Linked DNA regions of Zea mays: region 1 is linked to region 2. Evidence: chromatin contacts called from public Hi-C data. All regions are on one chromosome and are shown on one strand. Each heading gives the region's core, a stretch centred on a gene start, on an enhancer-like site or on the middle of the called end of the contact. The rest is flanking DNA. Distances are from core to core; before and after follow the strand shown.

Evidence for each region. Hi-C and Micro-C count contacts between places; a contact is called where the count stands out from the background.
Region 1: a contact with region 2 is called in a Hi-C map of ear, with 2.1 times the contacts expected there. The contact joins the promoter of LOC100276254 here to the promoter of LOC103639004 in region 2. A contact is called at or near these places in 8 of 25 Hi-C or Micro-C datasets (bundle sheath, ear, endosperm and 2 more).

The regions. Positions count from the first base shown.
Region 1 is chr9:125,519,571-125,522,449 of Zm-B73-REFERENCE-NAM-5.0, reverse strand. It overlaps LOC100276254, which reads right to left and starts at 1,398. Exons shown (of 5, transcript NM_001150086.2): 1 at 1,197-1,398; 2 at 1,026-1,102; 3 at 770-863. The coding sequence starts at 1,304.
Region 2 is chr9:125,390,685-125,393,875 of Zm-B73-REFERENCE-NAM-5.0, reverse strand. It overlaps LOC103639004 (proline-rich receptor-like protein kinase PERK2), which reads right to left and starts at 1,930. Exons shown (of 1, transcript XM_008661783.3): 1 at 359-1,930. The coding sequence starts at 1,473. The coding sequence ends at 655.

The DNA of each region.
Region 1 (2,879 bases), core at 149-2,648, 130 kb before region 2:
ACCTGTAGAAAAGTAGGCTAATACAATTATCCTAATAGCATCAAAAGATCTCCAGCTGTGAACTCTACTGACCAAGTTTTTAGTATGTTACGTGAAGTAGCTAATTATAAAGTTGATCATCCTTCCATGAAAAAACCAAGACCATAGTTGATCACGACGATATGATGGCTGGAACTGCAACTTTTGCATTACATGTATTGTACGTGTTTCACAATCAGACCTACATTTCCCCCATCAATCACGATACTTACATTATTACATATTGTTTACTATACTATTTAAGAATGAAGAATAACATAAGACTCCTGTTTTGCACCAATTTTTCTTCACGAAGAGACCTACGTTTTTTACTAGTAGTATCTAAGAACAACACAGAACAGCATAAGAGGTTAACTGAATCTCTAATCAACCAGATCAGTCATGTGGTGACAATGCAGAATCTCTAGGTCCTGTTTTAATCGATCAGGTTTGCATTTCTGCTTTGTTGAATAAAAATCTGCTAAGAGGGCTTGAGAACACTGAAAACTCTAATTCTAGTATCCGGATGCTAAGATCTATAGCATTATTGAACATCGACAAAACCGGATACCTGTCCCGGCACTTTATGCAACAAATCTGATAGACGTTCTTCATTGATCCTGCCGACACGCCACGTGAAACAAAAAGAACTATCCCCAGACCCCCAGCATAGACAACGAGTACTTTGTGCAGGAGATCAATGCCAAACAAAATGTTCCACCCCACAGACTGCAGATCCAAAGTTGTGCACCTGACGATCACGGGAGGCAGTTGCGACGGCGCTCTCGGCCTTGGATATCCCGGTCCCTGTTGTCTCCTTCCCCTTGGGCGAGGAGCCCGTCTTCCTGGAATGATCAGAGCAGGACCAACCGTAATGAATAAGCAGCCACACATGGGGATCATGCATGCGGTTACCAATCGCATTGAACGACTTGAGATCCGATTCCGAATCACAGGAGCGGAGAGAGAAATCCGATCCGGCCATGAAGGCGTGGAAGCTATCTCACCTCTTCGTCTTGTTGAGGCCGTCGGCCCCCTCCGTGAGCTGCCCCCCAAACACCACATTCCTGAATTCCTCCGTCGGCTGCAGGGCGAGAGAGGGACCACAAGAGATCAACGACGATCACAAGCAGCGCGCCGCGCGGGGCGGGTGGCGGAGGAACAGAAGAGCGGGTCACCTGGTTAGGCCGGCGTGCTGGCAGCGACCCGGCGCCATCGGGGTGAGGCCACGCGAGCAGGCCAGCCGTCGAGGTGTGGGAGCTCCTCACGGGGGCCGCTCTCTCCATCTCCCTGCCCCTCTCCTCTCCTCTCCTCTCTCTCCTAATGAAGGTAGGGATCGGAGATCAAGGCGAATGCGTCGTGCACGGAGGCTCGACTGATGAGGTGGAGGAGGTGGGGGCGGAATGTCGTTAAGCTCTCTCATCAAATTGAAGAAGTGGGTCCCAGGAAAATCATGCTGACATTGCAAATATCTCGCCTAACTCAAGCATCGTCTTCTCGACATTTTTTATAGGTATATGGTTTTTGTCAGGTATATTTAAACAATGAGTATATCAGGTAAACTAATTTATTGATGCAAATCATACAAACTAATACAAAAATAATGGTGAAATTATTATTTTTTGAAATATCATATTTTAAAATAATCCTCCCACTTCTAGTTATTTTTTTAAAAAAATTCCACCTCTATTTTTAGATTAGTTAATTTATATCTCATCTAAATATATATTCTCTCTATATATAGTATCTTGAGTAGCAAATAATAATAGTTGGTATCGCGCGCATTGCCGCAAGCATAGGCAGATGTGCGTCCAGAGCTGCCTGGGTTGCAGCCCCGGTCGTGGCCCACTAACAATAGGGGACTGTGTCCAGCTCAACTATCCCTCCTTCAGTCTTTTGTAGTCCGCAGTCAGTACCTCATGCGCCCAAGTCCAGTCGCCGGCTATCTCACTAGGGTACTGTGTCTCACTATCTTAGGTATCATTTGGTTCCAGAGTCTAGTTGAATGAAACGACTCTGTTCTAAATTATAAGGATAGAACGGTTTTTTGTGTTTGGTAGTTAAAATAGAGTTGCTCTATTTTTTGTTTGGTTTAGAGTAAAGCAAAAAATCATGTGTTTGGTTACACATACCATAGTGACTCCATCCTATGTTTGTTTTTTGTATTTACTTCACCCTATGTTTAGTTGATGAGTAGCAAATCCCTATGGTAATGAATTATATAACAAGTTGAGGAAACTTACTAATGCTATTTTACTATATTAACTGTATATACGAATTAATTAAGCTTTTACATCTAACTGTATGCCTATGTATACGAACATACATATGCAGATATGCTATACGAATTCCTTTAAGCGGCGTGTTGTGTACGAGTCACTCCCTTCTTGAAGTACGTATGAGATCTCAGCGCCGCCGCTCAGTCCATCCCCACCGGTCGGACGACTGGACGATGCGTGGAGGACTGGAGTCTAGAGTTGCTGGCTGCTGCCGAACCACAGGCCGTAGGGGATCGTTGAGGCCTGAGTGTTGTCTACTGAATTGTGTGCAGTGTGCTAGGTAACTAGTAAGGTTGTAAGGTTACTAATATCTAGCGCGCGCTTCGCGCGCATAGGAAATCCTAATATAAAATGTAAAAAATACTATATATGTCTAAGCAATCAATATATATATATAGAATAAGTACCATAGATATGCAAAAGATAAACAACTGACTAAATCCTTTAGTTGGGTATGAAACAACCATGTTTATCTAAAATAAAGGGTTGTGCCACTATATTTACATATGTTCACATATAGTGATTTGAACATGCGCACAGAGTTGAAGCAAATAAAAGGAGATGGAATAGCGGTGATCACAA
Region 2 (3,191 bases), core at 681-3,180:
CCGAAAGGAAGGAAAAGTTAGAAAGGAGTTGCATCGTTTCATCTCATCTTGACAAGGACACACTTGCTAATAGCGATGGAAGCCGAACAGATTAAGCAGCTACCTAGCTTTCTCCCTATTACAAGTTTCATCACGGCAATTACGCGTGTGTATATGTATACTAACAAAGTGCTCGTGCTCGTACATGGGTATGGTTTTTATTTATAAATATAGAGTATAAAACATGAAGAAATATGTGTCTTATATTGGTTAAGTGGATATGAATATAGGTTTAAAACCAACAATTATGGTTTAAAACCTCATTTATGCATAATTTTAGCTTTTTAATGCGGGGAAGTACCAATAAAATGTCAACATCTGGACGCCAAACAAAATGAGCTTGGAATTAATCAAAGAGAACTCAGATTTATGTATGTACATAATAAGGCATCGCCATATCCCAAAACCAAGAAATGGAAAACTCACAATTATGCAGCTTGCTAAATACTTATAATGCAAAACAGTATAGCAGCAGTGGCCGAAGTAGAATTTGTTGCTTGTGTTTCTCAATCTCTCTCTCTCCATTCTCCACACAAACTCTCTCATGAGCACAGACACGCACGCACACGCTAGCTGAATTACCAGACAGCACGAGAGAGATGGGTTACGTACTAGCTAGTGGCGGCCGTACTTGTCCCCGGTGGCGAAGGAGGAGAAGAAACCATGGCTGCCGCCGCCGCCGCTCCCCGTCTCACCTTCCGCTGCCGCCGCCGGCGGCGGTGGGTCGAAATCATCGAACGGGTTGAAGTTGAACCCTCCCATGGTGACGCCGTGGTGGTAATGATCAGGAACCCCTGATCCGCCTCCGGCCGACGGCGTCGCGCTGCTCTTGGTGAAGAGCGCGAGCGCGTCCACGAGGGAGCTCGTACTACTGGCGCTGGCGGTGGCTAGGGTGGTGTTAGTGGTGGTGGTGCAGGTGCTGGGACCGGGAGGCAGCAGCACGGGGTACTTGAGAGGCGACGGGCGCATGAGGAACGGCGGGGGCCCGCCGAGGAGCCGCGGGCGGACGGTGGGGGGCGGCGCGGGGGCGAAGGGCGGCGCCGGGAAGCCGGTGAACTCCTGCACCATGGCGCGGAAGTTGGAGGTGTCGGTGGTGAGCACCGTGGTGGGCGGGCGGCGGGAGGCCCTCGGGCGCTTCTTGGCCGGCTTCGCGGGCGCTGCTGGGGGGAGTGGCGGCACCGGTGGTGGAGGAGGGGAAGGGGACGACGTGGCCGCCGCGGGGGAAGATGTAGTGGGGAGGAGGCCGTGGAAGGAGGAGTCGAGGTATAGGCTGGGCAGCTGGGAGGAGGAGGAGGACGACGGCGGCGGGAAGAAGAGGCTGCTGCTGCTGCTGTGGTGGTGGTAGTGGGAGGAGGAGAACTCTTGGTCGGCGGCTCCGTCGGTGGTGGGGATGGAGGGAGAGGAGGGGAGGCTATCGCTGGTGGTGGACGCCATGGACGTACCCGGATGGCGCTGGATCGGTGGAGGTGGCGAGGGGGCCGGGCAGGAGATAGAGGAAGGTGTGGAATAGTGGAAGCTCCTGATGATAAAGAGAGGCAGGCACACACAGACACAGGTAGGGTTTGGTGTGCTGGAAGCTCCCTCTGTAGAGAGGGATATGGAGAGATCCTGATACAGTTACTACTTGGGACGATTGCCGGATTGGAGATATATGGGCTGATGATGAACAAGGCAACTAGTGAGGTGCAGTAGCTAATGGATCGTAGAATTTGGGATGGCTACAGTACCGGCTGATGAAAAGCAGTTTTCGATGACTTCCTCCTCAGTACAGGCAGAGCTCATTGGTTTTGTCTTAGCCTTTTGTATATAAGAAAAAAAAACTCGCTTTTGCTTAACTAGCTAGGTAATTTGGATCCATATATATAATAATAAACCCATATATATAAATATCTACATCAAACATTCAGATCCCCTCATGTTTTAGTAAATCACAATTAACCTTTTTGACGATCTCTAGCGCGGTATATATTGGCTGCTTCATCAGTTCATTATTATTAGAAGTAGTTCTCTCACTGTAGCTGCACAGCATCAGTGACGGCGACGACCCGCAGTATACGTACGACGAGCACCGAGCAGCGCCCAGCGGCCACTGTAAAGTTTATCTAACCAGGGCCGGGCCAGAGAAATTTGAGGCCCCGTGCCAAATCTAAAGCAGTGTAATTTATGTTTTTATTAAAAAACCAGTAATAATAATCTGCAAGTTACAGTAATATGTATTGCAATAGAATATCTAAAGAAACATTTCTATTTTATTTGAATAACATCGATCTTTTGGTGAGTTTTAAAGAAAATTTGTACAATATGCTTATATTCGATCTTCTCCAAAGCTTCACTCTCGAGTGCTATTGTGGCTAAATAATACATCTTTTTTTTATCATAGTAGAACACAAATATGAATTTAGTAGCTTTAATTTAGAGAACTTCATTCACGCGGACAGATATGTTAAGATTGTATGAAGATTTATTCTTTAGTGGAGCGCTCGGTAGTTTCGCTTCAGCGCAGCGGTATGGTAGGGAGAAAAATATGTGCTATATATTAACATGTGTAGAAGATCATAAAACTAGAATATATACATCTACTAAGTTTTGAGGCCCTCAATTTTTGGATTGGAGGCCCTGTGAGAGCGCACGGCTCACACGTGCCTTGGCCCGGCCCTGTATCCAACGGGTGGGTGACTTTTCTACACGGTTTATTTTATCGTCAACAAAAATGATTATATATATATATATATATATATATATATATATATATATATATATATATATATATATATATATTCCCTTTTTACGTAATTATGTGCAGTAAGTCAACACACCTATGTGGGACCGGGAAGGGTTGTTCGATTTGGATTAAAGTCAATTGTAAGGACTGCTTCAGTTACCATTTATATAGATAACGATACCGCAAAAACAGTAGAAGCAGGTACGAATTAAAGTCAAGCGATTAAGCGAACATGCTGCTTATTTTGAACTACGTGCTTTGTGTGTCTCGAATACTCGTATCAAATGCACACTACCTGCACGGCCGTACATCCCAAATTGATTGCATGCAATATATGTTGTACTACCAATATATTGATATCACCATTTATAAAAAAAGTAGGTGGTGATATTTCAGATGGAGCAAAAACATTAATACCGGCATAGCAATA